Regions from separate parts of the Rattus norvegicus genome. Here region 1 is linked to region 2. A link is a contact called in public Hi-C data. All regions are on one chromosome and are shown on one strand. Each heading gives the region's core, a stretch centred on a gene start, on an enhancer-like site or on the middle of the called end of the contact. The rest is flanking DNA. Distances are from core to core; before and after follow the strand shown.

Evidence for each region. Hi-C and Micro-C count contacts between places; a contact is called where the count stands out from the background.
Region 1: a contact with region 2 is called in a Hi-C map of frontal cortex, with 3 times the contacts expected there. The contact joins the enhancer-like site here to the promoter of Med28 in region 2. A contact is called at or near these places in 4 of 12 Hi-C or Micro-C datasets (the Rat2 cell line, frontal cortex, hepatocytes and 1 more).

The regions. Positions count from the first base shown.
Region 1 is chr14:69,853,635-69,861,475 of GRCr8, forward strand. No RefSeq gene overlaps it. Among named protein-coding and RNA genes, the nearest start is that of Lap3, 18 kb to the left of the region's middle. Within about 2 kb of position 4,332, at least 60 of the 93 cell types and tissues checked have an H3K27ac peak or open chromatin away from gene starts, as enhancers often do.
Region 2 is chr14:69,810,624-69,817,405 of GRCr8, forward strand. Med28 (mediator complex subunit 28) reads right to left here and starts at 5,492. Exons shown (of 4, transcript NM_001107217.1): 1 at 5,292-5,492; 2 at 2,485-2,551; 3 at 1,464-1,576. The coding sequence starts at 5,450. LOC134481758 (a long non-coding RNA gene) reads left to right here and starts at 5,776. Exons shown (of 2, transcript XR_010057530.1): 1 at 5,776-6,127.

The DNA of each region.
Region 1 (7,841 bases), core at 3,082-5,581, 42 kb after region 2:
TTTTCCCAGAGAGAGGGAGAACAGATGTGTATAAAACTATTGCTGTGGTAGGAAGTTAACTTGGTGGCTAAGAATGCTTGCTTTGTAAGCCTGAGAATCTGAGTTCAAATTTCCAGCATGGGGCATGGTTTAAAGTGCCTGTAACCCCAACAGTGGGGAGAGGAGACAGGCAGATATCAGGAGCTAACTGGTTAGCTTCCAGTTCAGGGAGAAACCCTGTCTCAAGGGACTAAGGTGAAGGACGATAAAGGAAGACATCTTACACCCTGCTCTGGCCCTTGAATGTGTGTAATGATGCACCCGCACCACTACCATCCATGTGCTCATGCCTCACCAGACACCTGCTTCCATGATTTTTTGCTTCTGAGTTTATTTTTTACATTCCTAATTTGGTGCTGTGATTGCAAGGACCTGTGGCTAAGTAGGCCATAGGTGAATTTGTGGTGATTTTTTGCTATACGTCTTTAGCTCCTGGCAGATTGCACTTGAGCACCCTCCCAGGAGCTGTCTCTGGATCTTTGAATGAAAGACACACACACACACACACACACACACACACACACACACACACACACACACACACACAGAGAGCTTATTTTTTAAATGCCTTGGCTACCTCAAAGGCCGGGCACTCCTAAACCTCCCCCTGCTACCCCAGGCCCAATGGCCACTTACCCAAAGTCTTACATGGTTGGTTGGCTTTATTTCCTGAAGCTCCTTCGTCCCATCCTCCTACCCCAAGTGATGGCAATTCTGCTCTCTTTCTCTCTGCATCCTACCCGTGCAACTCTAAGGGTCCCACCATGTGCCCAGCCATTAGCCATTGGCATCTTTATTGATCGATCAAAGACCAATTGGGGACAAGGACCTTTAGCATTTGAACACACAGCTTCCCAGTTGAATTAAAGCATTAGAACCAGTCTCCAACAGGCCTTAGGGGGAGAACCTACTAAAATTACTCTAGTAAGTGGCACAGTATTAAACTGACTCCTAATGGCACTGTACACACAGGCTATGGCATCTTTCAGATCTTACGGAAGAAGTGGTTAACACAGAGACCCACCACTGGTCAAGGTGCAGAGAGTTAAGAGACTGGGAGTGCTCAGCCTTAAATGAGACATCTATATTTTACTTCCTCCTCCACCCAAGGCCCCGGGGTCATTGCAGAAGAGTGCAATTTTTTTTTAAGAGTCAGAGATGATGGTTGACTGACTATAAAAAAGCAATGGATATAACAAAGCACTAAGTTCCCACAGCAGTTGTGACAACATGTACAAGGGCTGTGCTAACTCTAGTCAGACAGACTCAGCGTGAAGAGGGCATGTTGACACAGAGTGCCCCTAGATGAGGAACTATTGGTAGCTGCTAGCCGCTAGGAGGAGAGTTGGTTTTCCTTAAGGTATGTCCTAGAAAGTTGACCCATGTGACAGTGGATCCCCCCATAACCAAGAATATACGGGCAGCACAAATTGTCCTAGCTGGATGAAAAATCAGAAGCATACACATTTGTGTGGATGTGGAAGGGATGGTGAATCAGAGAGGAGTTGGGGAAGCAGTAGTTAATATACATTGTATGAAATTCTGAAAGAATTGATTAAAAACATAAGGTAGGGGAAAAGGATTGAGGAAATATTTCTCAAGGAAGCCATATCACAGACTGAGTAGTTTATCACATTTCTCTCCTTACTGGGTGCCTCTTTTCTTTTCTTTTCTTTTCTTTTCTTTTTTTTTTTTTTTTTTTTGGTTCTTTTTTTCGGAGCTGGGGACCGAACCCAGGGCCTTGCACTTCCTAGGCAAGCGCTCTACCACTGAGCTAAATCCCCAACCCCGTTACCTGTTTTCTACCAGGACTTTTCTGAGTCCTGAAGATGTAGCAGTTAAGAAGACAGAAGAAAAGGCATTCTGAGTCATGTGAGCCACAGGACCTAGGTACTCACTTAGGTACTCAGGGCCAACAGTTAGGTTCCCATTATTGTAGCAAAATACCCGAGACGTCAACGTAATAGGAGGAAGGACTTATATTCACTCATAGTTTCATAGTTCCATGATCAATTGACATCATGGTTTGGGATGTCATCACAGAGATTGTGTATTGGACTAAAGGTGTCCACTTCATGGAACTGGGAAGTAAAGAGGGTGGGTATAGACCATGTCCCCAATGTCCCGTAACTTCCTAAAACTAGGTTCTACCTCCTGAAGATCCCATTACTTCCCAATGGTGCTACAGACTGGTGAGCAAACTTTATACAGCTGTGGGGGACATTTTAGGTCCAAAATAGCACTTACTGTATGACAGGTAATGAGCTAGACACTAGGGATCCAAGATAAATAATAGTCAATCTCTGCCTCCACCCAGGACATCACACAACAACAAGGGACAAGGGAGGATATGATGGGCAACACCAATGATGTGCAGTGAGTAGGGGCTGGAGAGGAAAGGCAAGGGGCCTCTTACCTATGTAAATCAGGAAACTCTCTTGTGTTGACACTGTCACATGATGGGTGACACTGAAGCTGCCTTATGAACAGCACATAGGTCTTAAACAATTGAGAGGGGAGGCAGACGAGGGGATCATGAAACGGCAAAAGAATATGAGCAGGCCATTGTGGCTGCAGGGCAGACAGAGCAGGGACAACAGAGCAGGACTGGTAGGCAGGATCTAGTGGCTGAGAGCTTGGTGGCACTCTGGGGAAAGCTGATGGCACTGAAGCAAAGAAGAGGTGGGGGGAATGGCCATGCTAGTTGCAAGATGGGTTTGGTAATGGACTGAATTTGAAGAGTGCAAAAAGATTTAAAAATAAGTCATAGACATCTAGCTTAAGCAACAAGGCAGATCCCTGGCTTTTAAAAAAATTAGATCTCCTAGGCTGGCATTAAAGTTGATATGTGTTTAAAGGTGATGTTGGATTACTGATTCTCCTGCCTGTACCTTCTGAATGCTAGGATTGTAGGCATGCACCACCAGACCTAGCTTTATGTGGTGCTGAAGACTGATCTCAAGGCTTTGTGTACAGTAGGCAAGCAGTCTACCAACTGGGCTGCATTCCCAGCCTACCTGTCCTACCTTTAGCTAGACAAGGATTCTCTCAGGAAAGCTGGGAGACAGCTCCGTCTTTCCCACGTTGATTTGAAGAACCTTGGGCCACCCAAGATGGAGCATGCAATAGGCGCCTAGATGGGTAGGCGGCAGCTCAGGTGAGCTATCTCAGCGTGCTGCCAATGAGTGAAGCTTGAGCGCATTGCTGCACGTGAGCCAGGGAGGGGTGAGGTTGGCCAGGAAGAGCACTTATGCTCATAGCTGTGAGCACCACTGTATAACCATAAGCACAAGAGAGGAGAAGAGCCAGGGAAGTAGTCCAGACAAGTAGGCGGCAGACCCTGGCCAAAGGGAAGGAGGGTGAGGGAAAGCCACCCAGCAAGTATAACGACCTAAGAATCCTACAGGTTTACAATGTGGAGGTCATCCATTATCTTGGCCAGAGAGGGGGGAGGAGGGAGAGAGAGAGAGAGAGAGAGAGAGAGAGAGAGAGAGAGAGAGAGAGAGAGAGAGAGAGAGAACAATGGTTGATGTCATCTCCAACAGGCCCTGTCCTGTAACAACGTAGGGCAGATCAACACCACCTCTCTGTTCTGAACTTTAGGCCCTCCTAGCCCCTTGCTCAGCAGACTTACGGGAAGCTTACATAGCCCTGGAGTTGTGTGAAGCTCTCCACCTCCAAGCAACCACTCGTGGATCTCATCTTTTGAATCTCAATTTGGTTGGTCACACTGACTCCTTACTATTGCTGGGAAAGCCAGAGTTTCCTGCCACAGGGCCCTGGTACCTGCTGTTTGCTTGGTCAGGAACGATGCTCTTAGATTTTGCTGAGCACACATCTGCTTCCTATAGGTTTTTTCTCAAATGCTACTTGGGAGTGGCCTCAGCTGACACTTTATTTAAATCTTAGATGCCCTGAAAGCACCGTTCTCATTTCCTACTTTATTATTAGCATTGTATTATTATTATTTTCATAGCATCATTTACTATTATTTTTAAAGTTTCTGTGCCTTCACAGTACAAGAAGAGCAGTACGCCTACTTTATAAAGGCTGTGAGAAACAGTCAGTGCATTGAAAGCACTTTGCATAGAGATTTGCCCATCAAAGGGGCTCAGTCACACTGGCAGTAACCGTTTCCTCTCAATCTTCAAAGCCAGGCTAAAGGTTGACACAGAGCTTATTTTAGCCTTTGGCGAACTTTGAGAATCTGAGGGAACTTGGTGGATGTAGCTGAGAGCGTCTGTGTCTGTGAAAGTGTGACGGTAGCACTGTTGACTTGTGGCACATCCTTTCCACAGCGACTGAGAATTATTTCTTAGCTGTGCTCTCCCCCCCCAATGATGCTCACACCCTCACAATGTTTTTACCAGCAGCTACAGCACCAGTGGCAAACTTGTACAATCGGTAACTTCTACCAGTATTACAGTTGGACAGATGTCTTATAGACACACACAGATTCTCAAGGGATTAGAGATTGTTGGCATTTTGTTAGCATTGGGGGTTTGCATCAGCTTAGATGTTTCCCTGCCTTGAGAGCATGCTCTGTTGTCAGTGTGAGTCACTGTTCTCCACTGTGGGTGGCAGAGACTGGAGATCAAGCCTCCGCACTTGGGAGGCATTTTCTTTGGCTGCAGTTCAATAGGCAGTTTACACTGCATTATTCTCTAGCCTGGCGTGTTGCTTGTGCAATGGGAGTGCTTACAAAGCCAGCCTGCCTCGGGGGCTGTTAATGAATCCATCCTCACTCCTTGGGAGGTGACACAGGAATGTGTATGAAGTGATCTTTAATGGAAAGAATCACATTTCTCAGACGGAGCCATGTCCAAAAGCATAATTTCACCCAAGTGTTTACTGAAGAGATTGACTTCTCAGTTTCACCCTAGCCCCACCCCCACCCCTCAGAACCTCTAACATTTGGCCTGAAAATCTGCTACTTTAAAGCCAGTTTAATACTAGTTAACTCTGTTTTGTGTGTGTGTGTGTGTGTGTGTGTGTGTGTGTGTGTGTGTGTGTAGGATGTGTATCCTGTAGTGTACACTTGACAAGGGGTAGACCTGACTATGCTAGAGCACAGGGACATGTCATCTGACTTCTGAGAAGAGACTGACTCAGAAAATAAATAGATTCCACTTTTATTAGTTCTCGAGTAAGCAGAACGCAGCTTCACGTTTCCCTCCTGAGCCCTTGATGTCTGTGTTTGGCTGATGTCCTTACTAGAGGAGGCTGCTGACCACTTACAGATTTGGGTAATTCTGCACTTACATTGGAAAATGCAGGCTGAGGGTTGGTCTACCTGGGCTTAGGAATAAGTTCATCCCAGGCATCCTTGGTGTGACTCACACAGCACTACCCTCTGTATTAGGGCAGTACCTCACAGGCATAGGGAGACTGAGAATACCTAACTGCATGGAGGTACAAGTGTCTATAGGTCCGGTGATGATGCACTTTCTGATTCTGTAGGACTGGGCTGGCCTTGAGATGTCTCTGTATCAAGTTCACTGCTGCTGCTGCTGCTGCTGCTGCTGCTGCTGCTGCTGCTGCTGGCTCAAAACCTCACTGAGTAGTGGCCTTGCTTCTTTTTTGCTCCTTCCCTTTTGCATTTCTTCCTGCTTTTCCTCCTTTGCCCCTTCCTCCCCTCCCCTCCCCTCTCTCTGTGGTCCTCTCCCTATCCCCCTCCCCCTCTTCTCTCCCTCCCTCTGTCTCTCTCTCCCTCTCTCCCTCTCCCTCTTTGCCTCTGTCTACACTGTGTTTTGCATGCAATCATGTTCAGACACCAGTGCCTTCCTCTCTCAACCCCTGCCTTATTTTCTGTAACAGGATCTCTCAATGAACCGTAATTATTTTTCAAAAGCATTTTGCTGGGATTGGGTGTAGCTTAACAGTGGTCTGGCATTTGGCTAACACCAGCGGGGCCTAGTGTTTGCGTCCTACAAACAAAATAGATAATGTTGTACTTTGAGCAGGGCACTTTGGACTTTGCACTGGAATAAGTCTTTGTACGTGCCTCCCTATTGATTTCCGTACTCCTCCCAAATGACGGGACATGTAGACCCATCACAGTAGTTTAGTTACCCGAGAATTTAAGAAAATAAATAAAAACAGAAGTGGTGTTTTAATCTTTATTTTCTTTCTCGTGTATTTTATTAGTTTTTTTATTATAAGAATGACAGGGACTTCCCTAAAAGATGGGCATTTCTAGGCAAATTATTTAGCCCTGCCATTTGTCATTCTGCTTGATGGATTATCATCTTAAGTCCCTCTGCTGCTGCAGAAGGACAGAAAGACTTTTGCTATACGCTGATGACGAATAAGAATGCCAGATCTCTACAATCCTTTTTCTGATCTCATGGTCCTGCAACACCCCGAGAAATGACCCCTACTATACACAGAAATGGAGCATAAAATGTGGAAAGGGTTTTTCTTATTCCATTTAGGCTGGAGGGTGGAAGTTAGCATGGCAGAATTATGATTCAGTGTCTACTAATCAACCAGCCATCCTGCAATCTAGGCATTAAGGACAATGAATCGATAGGCAATCGTCTGCTTCCCCCTAGTGGTGAACATGGCTCTGGTACTTGAGTTCTGCATGTGTTTAGGACCCTAACTGCTTATGAATTAATTATTTTGAATTAGTGACATGGACTGTGGCAACATATATATTTGTGATACGGTGTCATAATGCTGAAACCATTTTGCAGTTACTTAACGACCGAATCTAATAATATCTACGGTAATCAAAGCTCGTGATCTATCTGATTTCTTTCTGACTCACCATTTCAACTCACAAAACAATATTTTTTTTTCTGGTTTGCTGTAAAGAAATCTTAAAGAAATGCATGTGACTGTGTTACTTACTGTCCTAGGTAGCTTTGATTGTTAACCTGAGGTGGAGTCACCTGAGAAGAGAGCCTGAACTGAGCAATCTTCTTCCCTACCCTTTTCCTTACCCATTCAAGCAGGTGTCAGACATTACTTAGGGGAGGTTTGTTACACCCTGTGCGGTTGACCATGTTCGAAGAGCTATTTCACATGTTTGGCCAATCGCAACTTCACTGCAATAACTGTGTCCATCCCTTTCTACCTTTGAAAATAAAATCAGCCAAGCACTTCTGTACCAGCAATTTCTCTGGAAACTCCCTCTTGCCCTGGCACATGGTTACTGATAATGGTTTTATTTTTAAACCTACCACTGGTGGAGCAAGTCTGTGTCAGGATGGGGTTGGTCCAGTGCCTAACCTTGTGTTATGATCCAATGAATTATTTGTGCTTCTGCATCCGAACAATGTCATATTCATCTTTGTATCTTCAGGACCCAGCAGCACGCAAGGGATAGTGTAATGCTCCCAAGATATCGAGAGTAAGATGAAAATAGTTGGGTTTATGAGAGAATAGAGCAGGTGCAACACGACACACACCCGACCGTATTACATTAAGACTCTCTTGCTAAGGGAGCGGGGGAGAATGGGGCACAGGGTTCAAGGTTTGGCTGAAGCAAGATAGATCAAGCTGGTGGTCCAGAAACATTCTAATCGGCACACAGACTACATTGTTGCAATTTCTCTGCATTTAATTATATTGGAAATACTACCCAGCAAGAAGTAAAACGGAACTCACATCTGTTTGAGTTCCACAGGCTCCCGAAGGATTTGGCAGAGTGATAATGAGTCAGGATGTTACTTCTGTTGGGAAAAGCTTGTTTACTTTGCATTTTGTCACATGAACCCTTTGTGGGGAACAATGACTATAACACCCACCTCTTTTTGGGGAGAAGACAAGATGAGGGTGCTGACTGCCTTGGCTTG
Region 2 (6,782 bases), core at 4,242-6,741:
TATTAGTCATGATTATAACTGCATTTATGATGAACCTGGAGTGTCTTTCTTGAAACACAGAAACCAGTTCTCCTGGCTGCTTCTACAGTCATCCTGAATAAGAAGGAGGAACTCACTAAGGTTAATGATTTTTGCTGACTTAATTAATCTAGAAAAAAAAAAGATAACTATACGCCAAGAATTTAGGGGATAGTTTCTTAAAAGATGGCATTAAGAACCCACAGAACATATAAAGAACAAAAGGCAGAAAAGACAGACATCTATCCAATGCCAGAAAAAAATCAACATAGACTCTAACTCTCCCATTCCCCTTGGAGACAAAAGTACATGTAGAATCTGCCAAGAAATATAGAAACTCGGTCCTGACAGTTAAGATTTAGGTATTTAATCATTACCATTCTGAGAATGTATGAAAGACTACATCTACTGTTCACTCAAAATGGTACATAAGCCATAAAATTAGACTTACTTGAAAAATATTATTTTAGACAGGCTAGTACACTCTCTGATGATTACAAAAATAAAAAAAGCAACATATTATTAAAGATTAATCATGTTTGTCACTGCATGTCTGCTACTAATCGGAGATGCTTGGCTAAAGAGATATAATTATGCACTGGTGTGAAGTAAAAGTTAATTTATACTTTAATATAAGTTAAAGGTCAATTAACAACAACTTGGGAGTGGGGTTGAAGGAAAAGAAATCAAAATGGGTAAATGTCAATGATGCTTGGAAATAAGTAAAGAAAAATGATTTGAAACTGCTCAAGCTTAAGTGTTCTAGATCCTATATGAATAAAGAGGGGTCTGGTTATTCAGAGCCATCTGTTTGAAAAACAAATGGTGGTCAGACTCATTTTTGCCGACTCCACACATCCATCCTTTGGACCAGAACTCTGCTGGAGCTGAACCAGCAATTTCCTTTCTCCCTTCTTTTTTAAAAGCCCTGGCTGGCCTGGAACTTGCTATGTAGACCAGATTGGCTTTGAACTCAAAAGAGGTCTGCCTGCCTCTGCCTCCTGAGAACTGGGATTAAAGACATGCGCTACCATGTCTGGCTAGAATAATTATATTTTTATTCTATCAAGTAATTAGACCATTTCCTATGCCCAAGGTACCAAGTAAAGCAATTTAGGAACATAATTACAGTTCCTGTCAAAGTTAACTTTTGATCTATACTGATGTTTCATAACTTTTCTCAGAAGGCAATGCCTGCTCTTTAAGAAAACTTTTCCAGGAAAACTAATGTGTGAAATGAGTAGGCAGGGCTGTTTGCAGCTCTGCTCCCTCTCCAATGACCGCCCCATATGTCCAGGCTGTCATAAATGCTGGTACTCTCATCAGTTCGTTGACCTATGAAGACCTCCTACAACTGACAGGAAGAAGGTACATCTTGTTAAGAGACTATGGAATCCAAATGACACTTGTTCCCCTTAAAAGTTGGAGGAAAGTCAAATTCATACCTCTTTGATAACTTGATCTGGTTTCTGGACAGACAATTGCAACCTTTTTTGTAAGAAAAAGCATTCTGTCTGTCTTGCAATGTCCAAAAACTTCTGGATACACTGATCAACACCTTAAAAAAAAGAGAGACCCCAAAAGTTTATATATGTACACAAGGTGTATATTTATCTCCCACTTAAATGAATAGTTAAAGTATTAAAATAGCACTTTCTCGTAGACATTAATTTGGGATTTTAATCTTGATGACATCAATAATAACCATCTTCAAGTTCTCATGTAAAAGTAGCATAAAATAGCAGGTAATTCATCTTTTTCTCAGATCAGAGACCTTACACAACATAGAAGTTAAGTCTTCCAAAGAAACACAATCCAGACTCTTAGCAAAGTAGGACAATTTCCACTATAAAAAAGTTACGAGATGGGGATTTATGGGGATTTAGCTCAGTGGTAGAGCGCTTGCCTAGCAAGGGCAAAGTCCTGGGTTCGGTCTTCAGTTCCAGAAAAAAAAAAAAAAAAAAAAAGTTACAAGACACTGGAGAAAGAATATGCCTAACAGGGCGGGTTGTGGTACGCTCTGTTAATCCCAGCACTCTAGAGGCAGAGACAGGTGGCAGATCTCTGTGAGTAGGAGGGCAGCCTAGTTTGCAGAGTGAGTTCCAGGACAGCCAAGTTCTACACAGAGAAACCCTGTCTTGAAAAAAAAAATGCATAACAGACTTATATTTCTGTGAGAGCTGGTGAAAACAAAATCAACAAAATTTGTGGGTTTTAAACAGCATTCATTAGTTTTATGTAGTAGTACATCATAATAAAATGAGAAGTTCATTTTAAGTGGTTCATAAGGACTCAAAAAAACATGTCAGCTAGTAAACCAGAGAGCCAACAGTTTATGGGGACTCTGCACACACCTTACTCCCTTGAAACGTTCCAAGATACGCAGGGCTAAACCCACAGATATAAAGTCAACAATAGACATCTTGCTGATGACAAGAACACAGTGTGTGAAGAGGAAAATCTTACCAGTTCGAATTTCTTCCTGATCAGTCCCATTGACATAATCCTGACTCACAAGGGAAGCAAAGCAAGCCTACATGAGCAAAACATAAAAAGTGTTATAGACACACCAGCTATTATTTATGAAATAGGCAATAGTCTCTCCTGAGACCATTCAGTAAGTGGACATTTTTTGCATCTGTACTTGAGAAGACATAGGGTCAGTGTAGACACCAGGTAAAGCAGATTTCAGCTAGTCTGGCCCAAGACTGATTTGCTGACACTGTCACATGGCTTTATTCCCACCAGCTGCCTCTTCCTCACTGTCTTATTCCACACCTAGACACCTTTCAAACCCATCACAGCCATGTCACTCTGGCTGACACTTACAAGAATTGTATATATTCATGGTGTTATCTGTTTACTCTTTCTAAATGGTATCTCCTGTTCATGAATCCTCCTGGTAGCTCCAGATCTGAGGCACAGAAACAGTCACAAGGGTATCCCACTTCTGTAACAGCTCAACAAATCAGACTGCCTAGCCTGTGCACTGTAAAAGTTAAGTTAGTGGAGCTTGGCAAGGTTTTCACAGCAGTAACTGACCTTATTGGCCATTCTTTTCAGCCATTGTTATTTGTCTTCTACCAACAGTTCTGCCTGTGTGGTTCGGCACTATAGTCTAAGCACTTGGAATACTATTTAGCATTTAGTAATAGCAGATATGTGTGTGTGTGTGTGTGTGTGTGTGTGTGTGTGAGAGAGAGAGAGAGAGAGAGAGAGAGAGAGAGAGAGAGAGAGAGAGAGAAATGGTTAGTGTCACATGGATAATCAAATCCCAGAGGGAGTTTTGAAAGGGCGCCAACTGAGCTGTCCATGGAAGTGCACCACAGGGGCACAAGCAGCGCCCAGAAAAGATGAGAAAGGTAAGGAAAGTAAAAGAGCTGTCTCAGTCAGGATTTCTGTTCCTGCACAAACAGCATGACCAAGAAGCAAGTTGGGGAGGAAAGGGTTTATTCAGCTAACACTTCCACATTGCTGTTTCATCACCAAAGGAAGTCAGGACTGGAACTCAAGCAGGTCAGGAAGCAGGAGCTGATGCAGAGGCCATGGAGGGATGTTTCTCACTGGCTTGCTTCCCCTGGCTTGCTCAGCTTGCTTTCTTATAGAACCCAAGACCACCAGCCCAGGGACGGCACCACCCACAGTGGGCTGGGTCCTCCCACCTTGATCACAAGTTGAGAAAATGCCTTACACCTGGGTCTCATGAAATCATTTCCACAACTGAGGCTCCTTTTCTCTGATAACTTCAGCTTGTGTCAAGCTGACACACAAAACTAACCAGTACAAGAGCTGACGGCAGCTGACAGAGGAACACAGGCTGGGAACAAAGGCCCCTGACAGCAGTGAGTGAATACTAACACAAAGACACAGTTATACACAAGTCATAACTACACACAAAGTTCCTTTCAGAGGCAATGAATCCTCCTGGTAGCTCCAGATCTGAGGCACAGAAACAGCCACAAGGGTATCCCACTTCTGTAACAGCTCAACAAATCAGACTGCCTAGCCTGTGCACTGTAAAAGTTAAGTTGTGTTGGATTTTGGGGGCATGAGCATGATTTGAGTATTTCAGGAAACCTATGGCTCTCAGAGCTTAGGTGGCTTCAACAAAGGCAGTAGGCCATGCAGACTTGTCAGGCAGTGGTGGTGCACTTGTTTAATCCCAGCACCCTGGAGACAGGGACAGTTATGTGTTCAAAGTCTGCCTGGTCTACACTGAGAACTTGTTCCAACACCAAACCAAACAAAAAAACAAACAAAAACTAACTTTGGAAACCAGTTCCTGCGCACCTCCTCGCACCTCTTCCCAGCCCCCCTTATCTTTTGAAAAACACTTAAAGCATGGGCCGTTATCGACAGTCTTAAGGAGGTTGAAAAGAACACACGGTATTCTATTAAGAGACTAGAATTTTAGGGCTGGAGTGATGGCTAATCCGGTAAAGATGTTCGCCACCACACTGGAGTTCCATCCCTTGCATTCACATGGTGGATGCAGAGAAGTGACTTCTGTGAGTTGTCCCTTTAACCTCCAAAAGTGCACCAATAACATGCATAAAAAAAACAAGTAGAATACAGTTTATTTTTTAAAAGAATGCTTTTCAGAAGTATGACTAGGCTAGCTTTTGCCTGGAAAGGCAGAAGGCCAGAATACTAGCCTGCACAAACCAAGGCCGAGTTTGGGCAAGTCCCTTCTGAGTCGTACTTTCTGCATCCAAGAGTGGATGAATCCAAACGTTCTACCAAAGTTTCCTCCCGCAGTAAGAACTCAATTTGTCCCAAAAAAGAGCATTTGCCAAACGACTAGAAAGCGAAAGCCGGAGACGTCAAGGGGTGGCACCCAAATAGAAAGGCTAACAGGTTAAGTAGGGGGCAAGGGCCACAGGAAGGCCTACACAGAACACGGAAAAACAAAACACAGCACAACAGGAAAAGCGTTCAATATGTGACTTGAAACTCAGAGGAGCATAGTCAAGTAACCACGCTACAGGGAAGTCCAGTTCCTACTAGACCCTCAGGTATAAAAGGAGCCTGGGAATCTAAAGAGCCCCAAGAATGTTGTGAGTTGGGCGGGCTTCAAGGCCACGGTCTCCAGAAATGTCGCGCGGTTGCAGGGACAGACTAGAGGACGGGCCACGGGTGGTACCCAACCTACCCTAGGCGACTTCCATTCTTCGGTCCCCCACATCAACTAAGCGCCGGGACCGAGAAAGGAATTAACCTGCGAGCCTTCCGCACGAGTGAGGGCTCACAAACACGCCCACCTCTCGGCTTACCTCGAATGATGATTCCAACTCGTCCACCAAAGTGCTGTTAGATGGTCTCGGAGCCCCAGGGGCTGCTTGTAGAAGCGACGCCTGGCCTGGGAGCCCGGGCGGTGGCGGAGGAGGTCCTGGAGGCTGGCCGGCGAACATCCCTCCCAGGGACGCCGCCATGTCTGTAATGGCGGGCGGAAACGCCACCGGGCTCGCGTACGCAGGCGCAGGCAGCCTGATCACGTGGCGGGCGCCGTCACGTGACAGGCGGTTGGTTTGTACCCTAACGATCAGAGTTACCAGAATCCGTGTTTCTGTTCGGTAGCCCACCTGATTTACTCTTTATTGGTCTAAGTACTAAAGGCTTGGACTGGTTTAAACCAGTCACTTGAAGAGGCTGAACTTGGGCGCGGACCTCCGGGCCACCAGCCAATCCCCTGGGTTGTCCCTAAATATCTCAGCGGAGTCTTTTCTGTGCCCCCACCTAGTAAAATGAGGAGTCATCAGTTCATTCCACGACGATTGAGGACTTGCTATGTACCAAATGCTAATCTAGTCACTTGTTATAGCTGGACAACACAAGTTCCCTCTATAAATTCTGTCGTAACTAAAAAGAGTGACATCCTGACGACTGCCAGTGTCCCTGGCGCTTTTCTAAGAGTATGTGATAACACCAGAGGGAAAGTGACTTTACAGCTGTTTTTAACAACGGCTTTAATATTTTCCTGTTCACTAATTCAGAAGCCAAATGTTTTTTTTTTTTAATTTCACAACATTTTAAAAAGGAAAAATCAGCCAAGGACTCCCAAGACCACGTTTTCAGCTGAAAGGAGATTTGCCCCAAACAAACTTGAAAGGTAGGGAATAAGAGACCAGAGATAGAGGATGAAGGGAAGAAGAGGCGGGGTATTTGTCATTGAGAGGGGATAAAAGACTGCCTCTAGATAGGAGACAGATGTGGCACAGAGGAAAATGGAAGTTTATAATGGTATAAGGGGAAACCTTGTGTTAAGATGGTGTGTTAAATTTTAATTGGACATGTTAATTAGGTGTGCCAAAGGGGCCTTTTGATTGCTGAACTTCAGTACTTTGGTGTCTGGACCTTGGTAGTCAGCCTCAGGAGGAGGAAATGGCCAAGTGAGTGAACACACCTCTGTGGCTAGCTTTAGGAACACAATCCAACTGTTCTTAGTATGTCAGAGAAAATGGAAGAACAAGGCTTGCCAGAGCCTTACTCGGGTGGGCTAGTGTTCCTTCAACTTAACTGAGTCCTTCCAGTTTCCAGGTAGCCACTGTTTAATAATCTAGAAGTAGTAGTAAATACCCCAAATAGGAAGAAAAAACATAAATACATAAAGCATTATTTGTAGAGATAAGAACTGAGGAAAAATTGGGAGAGGACAGCTAAATGTTCTTTGATGTGTGATTGAGGAGGGCATCTCTAGAGATCTCAGGTGGAATGAAATTAAATATAAGACCTTGCTGGACAGAAAAGCCCCTGAAGAAATAGTT